Regions from separate parts of the Danio rerio genome. Here region 1 is linked to region 2. The links are chromatin contacts, called in public Hi-C maps. All regions are on one chromosome and are shown on one strand. Each heading gives the region's core, a stretch centred on a gene start, on an enhancer-like site or on the middle of the called end of the contact. The rest is flanking DNA. Distances are from core to core; before and after follow the strand shown.

Region 1 (5,815 bases), core at 2,825-5,324, 180 kb before region 2:
TGCAGTTAGGGAGTTCATTCCACCAACTGGGCAGATTGAGCGTGAGCGAAAGTGATTTCTTCCCTCTTTGGGATGGAACCACGAGGTGACGTTCATTCACAGAACACAAGTTTCTGGAGGGCACATAGATCTGCAGAAGTGAGAGCAGATAAGAAGGAGCAAGGCCAGAAGTCACTTTGTAGGCAAACATCAGAGTTTTGAATTTGATGCGAGCAGCAACTGGCAGCCAGTGCAAACGGACTAGCAGTGGAGTGACATGTGCCCGTTTAGGTTCATTGAAGACAACTCGTGCTGCTGCATTCTGGAGCAGTTGAAGAGGCTTGATAGAGTTAGCTGGAAGCCCAGCAGTTAGCTGGAAGCCCAGTCTTAAAAAAGGTCTTTAAAAGTCTTAAATTTGACATTGTTATCTGCAGAAACCCTGATAATGATATTTTCTGTGCCACACCAAAGTGGCTGCAGGCCCCTGCTTGGCCATCTATCTAAAAACCCCTGGCTCCACCAAACGGGATGGTGATGTCAGGGTTCCCACGCTTCTTGAAAGTACTCTAATTTCAGATATGAATTCAAGGCTTGGGAAGTACCTAAAAACAAACATTGGCTTGAAAGTGCTTGAATTTATAGTTTTATTGAGTTTATGATGTTATTTCTTTAACAATGGTAATGAACTGAGAATTCATCATTTTAAAATTTACACATTTAAAGAACTTTGACAAATAATGCATTTTATCAATATTTTAAAAACTGCATTTAAATAATACCAGTATTGAATTCAACTAATTGCATTGAAGTTTTTTTTGAACATGACTGCTTAAAACTGTCAACATTTTGAAAATGACACATTCAAAACATCATCATTGACATTTTAATTTAAATATTAAGTGTAAATAAAATGTTAAGTACAAGAAGGACTTTCATGGCACTGTATATGCTGGGGTGTTCATTACAAAGGTGCATGGTTTAAAACTATTAGTGACTTTAAAAGTCCTGGAATTTGGTGTCCATAAAAGAGTAAGAACTCTGTGATGTGTTGGTTTGTTTTTGACCCATCTTTTCTTCTGGCTACAGGTATGGCGAGAAGAATCATGGTTTCACTGTGGCCACTTTCTCAAGCGAGGACGATGATGATAAAGAGGATGTGACAAAGAAAGTGACGAGCGCCGTGGAGCGGGTCACATCGGATTACCACTCTGGATCCTCCTCAGATGAAGACATCAGCTGTAGGGAGATCCAGTATACGACACCTCTTCACAACCAGCCTCCTTACCAGGTACACATGTCTTAAAATGTGTTTGTATGGTCTTATTACCACAAATGCATGATTTTTCATTATTATTATTATTCAGTTTGAAAAAAAATATCATCTTAATAATAATAATAATACTGATGTTTACTTGAATACAATGCATGTATAAAAGAATTGTAAGCACAATATGTAAAGTTGTATTAGTAATTAGTTGTAGTAACATTATACATCTCACTGATTGTGCCACAGTTAAATTTCAACTTTACCCATTTGAGATTTTATTATTAGTTACATATAATGCACAAATAGATGTCACTGTTGTCTCTAACAATGTTTTCTGTTATCTTTTTTCTTATTAAAAGGTTGTTTATGCCAGTGCCCCAGGATGGCATCCAGTACCAAGAAAGAAATTTGGCCTGGGGAAAGGGCACTACCCTCAGCGGCCGCACTACATGATCCGCCCCCCCTGTAGACCCAACCATTCCTTTAAAGCACACAGCTGGGTCCAGCAGGGCTACCGCAGCAAACCCGGCTACTGGGCCAGCAATTCAAACCTACTACACCAGCTTCAGTGACCACTCTTACTACAGCATGTTAGTTCATCGGTGTTAGTGTGAGGGGTGTTACGTTGAAAAGTGTTTTTTTGAAGTTACCACTAAGACGACTGACCAAATTTTTTAAGAAACGTATTTTTGTAGTTCTACTGTCACTGTTTTTTGAATTTGTGACTCGTCTGTTTTTTAAAGGAACGATAACCGTAACTGTTTGCACTTTAGAGTATTTGTAATAGAGCGTGTATTCGTACATATTGGATTAGGAGTATTTAGCGTATTTCAATTTTTATGGTAATGGAAAATTGTGCTTTATTTGTTATATGGGATCATTTGATAACACTTTACATCATGTTTTATTTATTCACAGTAAACTATTATGTATTGCATAGACCACTTAAATTATGAATAACATTAAAAAGACGTTTTCATGAAGTCTTTGTATTTTTTGTTGTTTGTAGTTTTGTGTAAAGAACACTAGATGGCAGTATTACATACTATTTCATTTCATAACTGCGTATTTTAACGAGGTATTTGTGTATATATCTAAATAGTGTATAATTGTAGATCTGTTTTCATAGTACAGTTTTAATAAGCTCATTCTCTCAAGCAGTGCACCTGAATTATTATTTTTTTCTTCTGTTTTTGGGATCCACAAGTAATACATGTTTTTTTACAAGTCAGATCAACAAGTTCATTCTTCTGGCCACACCTTCTTTATGATGGAGCACACACAAACCCTGACCAAGTTTAAGAGGAAATGACTACAATTCATGGCTATCAGCCCCACCATTACAGACTGGAGGGAGGAATTGCTTAACCAATTTACTTCACTTTACTTTCACTCCCTTCTGTTAGTATAGTGTATCTACTGTGCACCATATGATAACCTAACCTAATTTTTTGGAATTACTCAAGATTAGTTTGTTCAGGTGTTTACAGTTGAACGTTTAATTTAAAGGCATATTTAAAATAAGTGCTTAATGTACGTTTATTCATTTTCTTGTCGGCTTAGTCCATTTAATAATCCGGGGTCGCCACAGCGGAATGAACCCTGCTTAACGTTTCAGAAACATTGTAAATCTATGTTTTTTTTCTATGTTCTTTTTTTTTGAACACTACATTTTGTTACATTTTATATTATTAAATACTTCACAAATGTATCTGGCGAATTCTAAAGATTCTGATTTATAATTTGTGTTTTTACAGTTTTCTAATAATTATTCTCAACATGCTTGACACGATTTTTAGTGTCATTTGTTGTTTTTGAATGACAATTTAGTGGGTGTCTTGGTACTTTTTCAAAATCTGTTTTATTGCCAAGTGTGCTTCACACATACAAGGAATTTGTTTTGGCTAGAGAAGCTTCCAGTGTACATAAAGTGACAAAACAAAATAAATATGAAAAAAAAACATTAAACAGAGATGCGGTAATTCAAAAAGATCTGGATGTTGAAAATGGTATTAATGATCTGTGATTTATGATCATTGATTTAAGATCATTATTTGCTCAGGAAAAATACAAAAAAACAGAACATGTTACAATGTTAAGTTACTGAGAAAAATTAAAGCTGTGTTACATTTGCTTCGATATTTTAAAAAAAGTAATTGACCAACATGTTCTTCCGAGTCGGTTCTTTTTCATGAACTGACCAGGCTATTAAGCAAAAGGGCCAGAAACGGGTCGTGGTTCAGTTCGAATGAATCGAGCAGGTCTCAGCAAATCTCCGTTCGGAGGGTTTTTCCGCTAGAGTGAACTGGTTTCAGCGCAAACAACACGAATAGTAATTTATTTATTTACAATCAATTAAAAGAAAACCTTTCCGTGAACCCTGTAGTTTCCATGTGATAAGGATCTTGGTTAGGTTTCAAGAGATGCATTTTAGCTTTCAGACGACGGTGCTCCGCATTTTCCTACCAAAATGCGATACCAATAATACCAAAACACAAAAGTACTTGAAGTACCGTACCGATGAAAGCATTGAAACGCCCCTGCATATAATATACAAATAAAACATGAGAAATTAAATCGGAACTGACGTCAATTCACGAGGACGAATGATGTGGCAAAAAGCAAAGGGCGATTCGCAAAGAAATAGTACCCACACATTTACGCTTAAACGTAGCTTAATAACACCTCCCATCTTTCAAAATAATCACAAAACAGATACAATATCCATAAATGTATTTTGATTTCTAAAGTGGTGACATTTATTGTCAAACAAACTAAAATCCATATTCCTCGCGGTGCTCATATTCCTCCGCCTCCATTGAGGTCTACGTCTCTTTCCGGTGCGTTTCTCCACCGGACGGGTTCCGCCGCCATTGCAGGTTTCTAGAGTTCCTCTCAGCGGCGGTTGACATTCTGGAGTTGAAGCGCCTCATTTATATTCAACGGGCGACTAGAGAAACCTAACACATTCCCGGTTCATCTGCCCCCTCCCCAAAAAAACACCAGACCACCTCCATTCATCCCCGGCTCTGGAGTAGTTTAGATAAGGCAGAACTAATAGCAGGAATTAGAGAGCAAATCGAAGAGGAACCACCACCACCATCATGGCTCAAATCCTGCCCATCAGATTCCAGGAGCACCTGCAGGTAAGGACTCAAAAACACCTAATTTTGACGCCTCGGTCATTTTATTGTGAGTTTAAAGTGATGAATTGTAATACACTGCTTTAGTAAGTCATTCCCCGATGAATATGAATGGAGCTGTAGTAGTAGTAGCAGGGGAGTTAGCTTAGCTAACGTTTGTCGGTGGTAACCATCTGAATAATAAATATAACGTTAACGTTACTGGTTGTCTCGTTGAAAAAAACGAGACCTTGTTAGTTGCCCTTATCAAATAGCGTATTTGAGCAAGATTATTCGATCATTCGGACGGTTTGGTCAAGTGGAATAGATGTAAATTTCGTACATTTAAGCTACAATGTCGATTGGAAAAGATTTATGGCAATGGAAAGTGATTGTGTTGAGTATATTGAGATTTGCTTTAATTCAGCTTATCTACACTGGTCAGCTGTCTTGGCCTCTAGTTGTGTTTATAAAAAGTAAACTACAGAGGAAAGCCTACACTTTGTTTCCTAAATAAATAAATTCTTGTATTTTACAAAAGACATCCACTATTGTTTTATCCTCTGTCCGATCATAAAGTAACCAAACTGATTTTAGGATTGAGGTGATTACCTGATTCAGGTAGCAGGTGTAATAGGCCCCACCTATAGACGTGTGTATCCCATGATGCCTCTGCAATCTGCTACTATTTGCACTGAAGTCCTGCATTTATTTACTGTTACTTTTGATTTATTTTCAATTGAGGCACTCAGTTAATGCCTTTTTAGTATTTAAATTTTGGCCACAATTCATACACAATAATGTTTTTATTAATTAAGCATTTTAATGTAAAACAAATATTCATGCTGCTGGATTTATCTGTTGTAGAATCAAATTTATACTGTTTCAGATCTATAATGGTCTGTATTTGTCAGTTGTTAGTTTTATATCATAAGAGGTCTGGTTCCCATCACAGCTTGCTTCGGACAGGAACCAGTCGTTTAGACTCCATTAGAAGTTAATTACCCAGCAAACTTTATAGTATATCCAGTGATTATTCCATCCTTGAACACAGTCATATAGATCCTGGTCCATTCGTATCTGTTACAAAACACTTTTTTTCCAGGGGTCAAGTCATTTAAACTTGGTTGTCGCAAAAATTGAAACCGTTGAAAATATATGTTGTTAATTGAAGGAAAATGTTAGATTTAAAAATAAATGATCAAAATAGAAATATTAATCAGTCAAAAGCTATTAAAACAATCAGCTTGCAATTTCAAGCATGCAGATCGTTTGTACATCAGACTTTTGCTGATCGTTCAAGTCTACCATACTGTCTGTGTGGAAAGTAATCAGTGTCAATTACATTTGTCAAACTTTACCAATCTTAAATTAGTGCACCTTAATAAAATGTAAAAAAAAAAAAAAAAAACACAAAGGGCCTAGTGGTCCAAAAAAGAGCCAGAAG
Region 2 (5,883 bases), core at 2,231-4,730:
GGATCGTTTAAACAGGTTTTAATATTCAAATTACGGCTTGACGTGTTCGGTTGTAGTTTTCAAACGACACCACCGTTCAGGTTGCACAACAAGGTCAGGTGCTTTTTCTAATCATGTGACCAATATCATACTTCTACATTTGAAAACGTGCACGCATAGTGCGCACTACCTTGATGAACCAGTAGGGGACACGAGTGAGCTTTAAATAGTATTTGATATGTATTTTTTATACACACGTCAATTTGGAGATTTTGGGTTTTTATAATGTGTTTTCCCCCAGTTCATTATGAAGAAACACCCTTTTGTCAGAATTGATCAGTATTATAGATTTAAATTCCAATGCATTTTCTCAAAATGAGTTATTCTCCTGCTGTAATGAATCATAAATCTCCACTTTACCAACACTTACAAACACTAAACCTAAATCTTTAATTCAGATTTGTAATTTAAAGGTTTTTAGGGTTGTGTTTATGCAAATAATGGTCTAACTAAATAAATTATTATTATTATTATTATTTTACAAAAATAAAATAAAATGACGTCTTAAAAGACACCCAGAATACCTTCTGTAAAACATTTCAAATGGGTCTTTATGAAACCAGAATATTAAAGTTGACCTGCTACTGTAAGTATTTAAACAAATTTGCACTAATTAAACTATATTTAAATTATATTCAAATTATATTTAAATTTACATCTTTAGACAACTTCTGTATGCAGTTCATGATGTATTTAATGAACTGCGAAAGTATGATACTTTAAAAAATATATTTATACATTTTTTATTAATTGATTATTAATTTGTAACCCTTTTAGTGTCTTAAATGTCTTTCCAATCTATAAGGATGCATTAAGATCATTTTAAAAGAACTTTATGTAACCCTTTAACAGGCATTAACCACCTGGTTGACCTTTTATCCATCATTATCATAGGTTGTCATAATATTCATAAGAGTTGTGTGTATATTATTTAATTCTAGTGGGCCAAAATAAAATTCAAGTAAAATAAATTAAAAACTGATAACACTTTATTTTAATTGAAAACAAATTTTGTTTACTAAAGGTTGTATTGCAAGGCCGATTACTTCTCATTGGAGTATTAGTAGACTGCTTAATATTGATACTGATAGCCTACTTTATATTATTGATACTTATAATATGATACTGCTCCTTCAACAGACATTTATTAACTATAAGAAACTTTGCAAGTACGTGTCAACAACTAACTTACACTAACCCTACTTATAAGCTAATGAGAATTAGTTGGCATGTAGATGCAATGTAACTTAAATTCAACAAAATGTATTAAAGGGACCGTCAAAATGAAGTCATACCATAGCATTATCCTAATTAAATGTTTTTAAAAGAAGATACGCAATGACCTACAAGCTAAATAATATTTTCAAAATTTTTAGAGTAAAGGTAACTCATCACAGCTGTCAAAAGCAAGTGCACTTATAATGAAAAGTGTTGAAGTCCAGGTAAGTCAGGGGCCCGTCCCGTCCCGTCACATGAATGAATGATGTGCTGTCAGCGAACAGGAGAACACTGGCGCACCCAGGCTGAGTCAGACCCAGGTGTAAACGTTACCCAGCCTGACGCAAATCATGGGTGTCTTTCCTCAGGTAAACTCTCATGAGCTTGTAACTACTATTCCCATGACACGCAAAACCCACAGGTGTGTTTCATTAAAACACGAATGGAGAAAACGGACACATTTTTGGGGAGCAGTGAGCCCTATTCCACTTCAAATAAACAGCCATACTATATGATACGCACTGTTTTAGTGTCAAGTTAAAAAGTGAATTAGTGTTTGATGAGAAAGATGAATGAGTTATGTCTCGTTTTTTCCTTGGAAAGTCCCCGTAACAGTAATTTGCATAGTCATTTTTTGTTCTGCTTAGTGACACACAAAGTGCCCGTTGTAATCCATTCATGTGGTGTTATAAGAGGAACAGAGAATTGTGGCTATCCAGCACTTCGTAACAATGTGTAGTGTGTGGGCTTGTGTCTTTCTTCTACTATCCTTTAAAATGGCTGCAAGGGTAGGACAGGAGAGGAATAGCTCTTTACAAAAAAACAAAAACAATAATAATCCAATAGTCAATGCAACTCCAGGATAGATATATTTTCATGGCACAATAATTTATGTACGTTTGTTATGGTATTTTAGTATATTACATTGTTGTTATACATTTTAACTAATCATTTGGCAAAAGTAGATAGAACAGAGATAAAACTGCTACATGCTTTAATATACCACAGTTAAAGTCAGAATTATTTGCCCCCTTTAAATTGTTTTTCTTTCCAAATATTTCCTAAATTATGTTTAACAGAGCAAAGAAAATTTCACAGTATGTCTGATAATATTTTTTTTCTTCTGGAGAAAGTCTTATTCGTTTTACTTCAGCTAGAATAAAAGCAGTTATTACTTTTTAAAAATATATTTTAAAGGTCAAAATTATTAGCCCCTTTAAGCTATATATTTTTTTCGATTTTCTAGAACAAAGCATCGTTATACAATAACTTGCCTAATTACCTAACCTGTTTAGTTAATCTAATTAACCTAGTTACGCCTTTAAATGTCACTTTAAGGTGTATAGAAGTGTCTTAAAATATTTTGTAAAATATTATTTACTGTCATCATGGCAAAGATAAATCAGTAACTAGAAATGAGTTAATAAAACTATTAGAAATGTGTTGAATAAATCTCTTCGTAAAACAGAAATTGCATGGGGAAAAAATAAACAGGGGGGCTGATAATTCTTCAACTGTATATAAAAGATAGAATGGAAAGAAAATAGAAATTGATAAAAGATTTAGAGGACCAGAGTATTTTGGATATGCTAGAAAACAGGAGTGTTGACAAATTAAACGAAACATACTATGACGATGCTTAAGAATGACTAAAGATTGGATTAGCTGACAACTCAGCTGACATTAGATCAAATTAATATTAGGACGGAGACATAACAAGTCTGTATTTGTATATCTGAATTCACTATTATGAAGTGACCGTGATATTGATCTGCAATCAAGTAGCCTATTGTTGAATGCCAGCACTTCTAAACTGATTAAAATAGAATCGCACACTTGACTGATATGAACTATTAATTCTAACAATTCTAATATAGAGAGTACACAATTTTATTGTCGTACCTATTTTAAAACACAGGATCACAAGACCGATTGTGCAATAACTGTCTGAAAGTCATGACAAGTTGTTCGGAGCTATGGACGCAATCAAAACATTATCCAGTCTTTTGTCGACATCTATTGGTAACTCAGTGATACTACACCTAAAACCAGCTTCCTAAACACCCAAAATGACGTGTGTCTATATTTAACACACTCTTACCTCGACTTTGAATCTGTCGGAGTAAAAAGCAACACATTCGTGTGTTTGTTTGATTAAAATGGTCAATCTGTTTGTTGACTTTTGTTTTACACATTTCTGAGCATGCGCACTGACGCCCTGTGACATTCTGATTTACGTTTACCGGTAGTTGATCTCCGTTGGGGAACGTTGCGTACCGGAGCCGGTTATGGCGTCGGTGAGTCGTGCTGGATCATGAGGCGTCGGGATTCGTCTTAATTCGGGTATTGGAGAGTAAGGAGACTGTGGCCATGGCTGGGGTGTTTGATATCGATTTGGACCCGCCGGAGGACAACGTGTCAGATGAGGAGCTCTCCGACGGGGTATGTACCCGTTAACCGGCTCGTTTCAGATTTTCCGCATTGACTGAACCGGCCTGAGAATAGAGCCAACACCTTACCGTTTTAAAAGCACGGCTTAAAAGTGCTATGGCTGTACTATGGTAAAGTGTGACAGTACCGTGGTCGGCTATTATATAATTGACAAGTTATCACTCAATTAGTCCAACACATTAAACCCAAGTTACAATGGTGTGTCTGAAAAAGCTTAGAATAGTCCACTAATCTCTTTTTAATCATGTTTTAAAGCTAAAGATTTAAGGGTTTTGGCTGGTCTAAGCTGGATATTAGCTGGTTCAGGCTGGTTATTAAGATGGTGGGTCTTGAAACGGCAACAAACCATCCACTAGCTAAAGTTAGTCATATCAGATATAATGTTAACTACTAGCTGATTATTTAGGACAGAATAGCTGGTCAGCACGTTATTGATTAACTGAGACAGCTTAAAAAAACAACAACAAGCCTTCTTTTCAGAAACCTGAAACTTTGAAAGTCAAGATAAACATATAGATGCAAAACAAAATTGTGGTCACCAAATATACACTGTCTCATAAAGCAAATTGCTAATCTGTTCAAGAACAAACATTGTTTAGAACATTTTCTAATCTACAACCTCAGCCAACAATCATGTGTGCTTTCATGACAATGTTTTGTTGCAAAGCAAAACAATTGTTCACTAACTCACAGGAGCTGACGGTTTGTTTACAACTATAAGAGGGAGGAAATATACCGTATTGTTCATCAGAATTGTACTATCTGTGCTTTTCTTGAATCCAGCAACCTGTATCATGTAGTTGTAAACAAACTTTGTTAACTTGCACATGAGTTTGGACAAGCAAATGCAATATTACAGTACCTGATAGGAAGCTGTCATGAACACACCCAAGGCTGTGGATGACTGATAATAATGTCTGAATAATCAGTTTCACACATATTATTACCGGTTTGCTTTATTAGACAGACATCAGTGTGTCTTGCTGAATTGCTGGTAATTTTATTATTGAGCAATTCCAGCATTATGGATGTGACATTTGTGGTAAAATCTCAAAACATAAATTCACAGAGAAAGTATTTCTTAAGGGTATATTAAAACTTCGGTTTATATTGTAAAAACCTCCAACCACAGAGTTAAGGGATCAGAAAAATATCAATCTGTAAACATTTTTTATATTTTAAATGAGGAAATAAACATTTGTTATGGATGTGTCCAAAATAGTCTGTGAGTTTACAGAATACAGCGTACTTTGTAGAAATTCTGTGAATTAAACTGCACAACCCAAAAGAAACAATGGTAATCAAAAGCATAAGAGTCGGCTCACTATAGAACAAAAACGATTGATTTTATTTTATTTGACTTTTTTTTTTTTTTTTTTTTACATTTATGAGGAAAAAGCTTTGTAATGGATGTGACCAACGTAAAATTGGCACTTGTGTGATTTTGGTTAATCAAATTTAATCATTTGAAAACATTAACAGTGACAATTTTTTAATATTTTTAAATCACTGTAAAATACTTGCTTACACACAAAAAAATGCAGATTTTGATATTTTGGTGGAAATGCAATTTTTTTTCATGGTAAGGTTGACATTTGCATGGAATTGCTCTATTATATATATTTCTTTGAGTCAAAAGTGCCAGTAGCCACTGAATTGTGTTTTATCAATCACCAAAGACCAATGAAAATGTATGTTCTAAACAAGAAAATAAGTCACCTACATTTAGGATGACTAGAGGGTTATAAAGTAACATATTGTTTTTCCTTTTTTTTGAAGTATCGTCCCTTTAAACTTAATTTGAAACACTAAACCTCATTGATTGCATAATCAATGGGGTTTAGTGTTTGACACATGTTTTTTTTTTTGTGTGTGTGTGAAAGTTTCAGGCTGTGCACTTGCATTGCCACTGAAACAAAAAGAAAACATTAAATATCCATTGCAGGTCTGAGTTGCATTGGTCAGACACTCTCACTATTGTTAGACTGGGTCCTGTAATGTGATAACAGCCGATCAGTGACCTTGATACTCTGTCTGGTGCAGGAGAGCCAGTACGCATCAGTCACTGCTATAGATTGAGCTTAAATAGCTTTGTCAGATCTGCACACTGTGTGCATTTGGTAAAAAGCTGCAGTGCACGTAAAAAAATCTCTGTAAACCTACTAAAATCACAAA

What was found. A called contact is a pair of places that touch in the nucleus more often than the background predicts.
Region 1: a Hi-C map of hematopoietic stem cells shows a contact between it and region 2, with 4 times the contacts expected there. The contact joins the promoter of cltca here to the promoter of rps6kb1a in region 2. A contact is called at or near these places in 2 of 18 Hi-C or Micro-C datasets (caudal fin and hematopoietic stem cells) and 2 of 4 datasets of contacts at active chromatin or transcription factors (caudal fin and embryo).

The regions. Positions count from the first base shown.
Region 1 is chr10:33,289,761-33,295,575 of GRCz12tu, reverse strand. cltca (clathrin, heavy chain a (Hc)) reads left to right here and starts at 4,074. Exons shown (of 31, transcript NM_001005391.2): 1 at 4,074-4,392. The coding sequence starts at 4,351. It overlaps btg3 (B-cell translocation gene 3), which reads left to right. Exons shown (of 5, transcript NM_001326708.1): 4 at 1,066-1,267; 5 at 1,606-2,229. The coding sequence ends at 1,818.
Region 2 is chr10:33,110,581-33,116,463 of GRCz12tu, reverse strand. rps6kb1a (ribosomal protein S6 kinase b, polypeptide 1a) reads left to right here and starts at 3,480. Exons shown (of 15, transcript XM_685634.10): 1 at 3,480-3,699. The coding sequence starts at 3,628.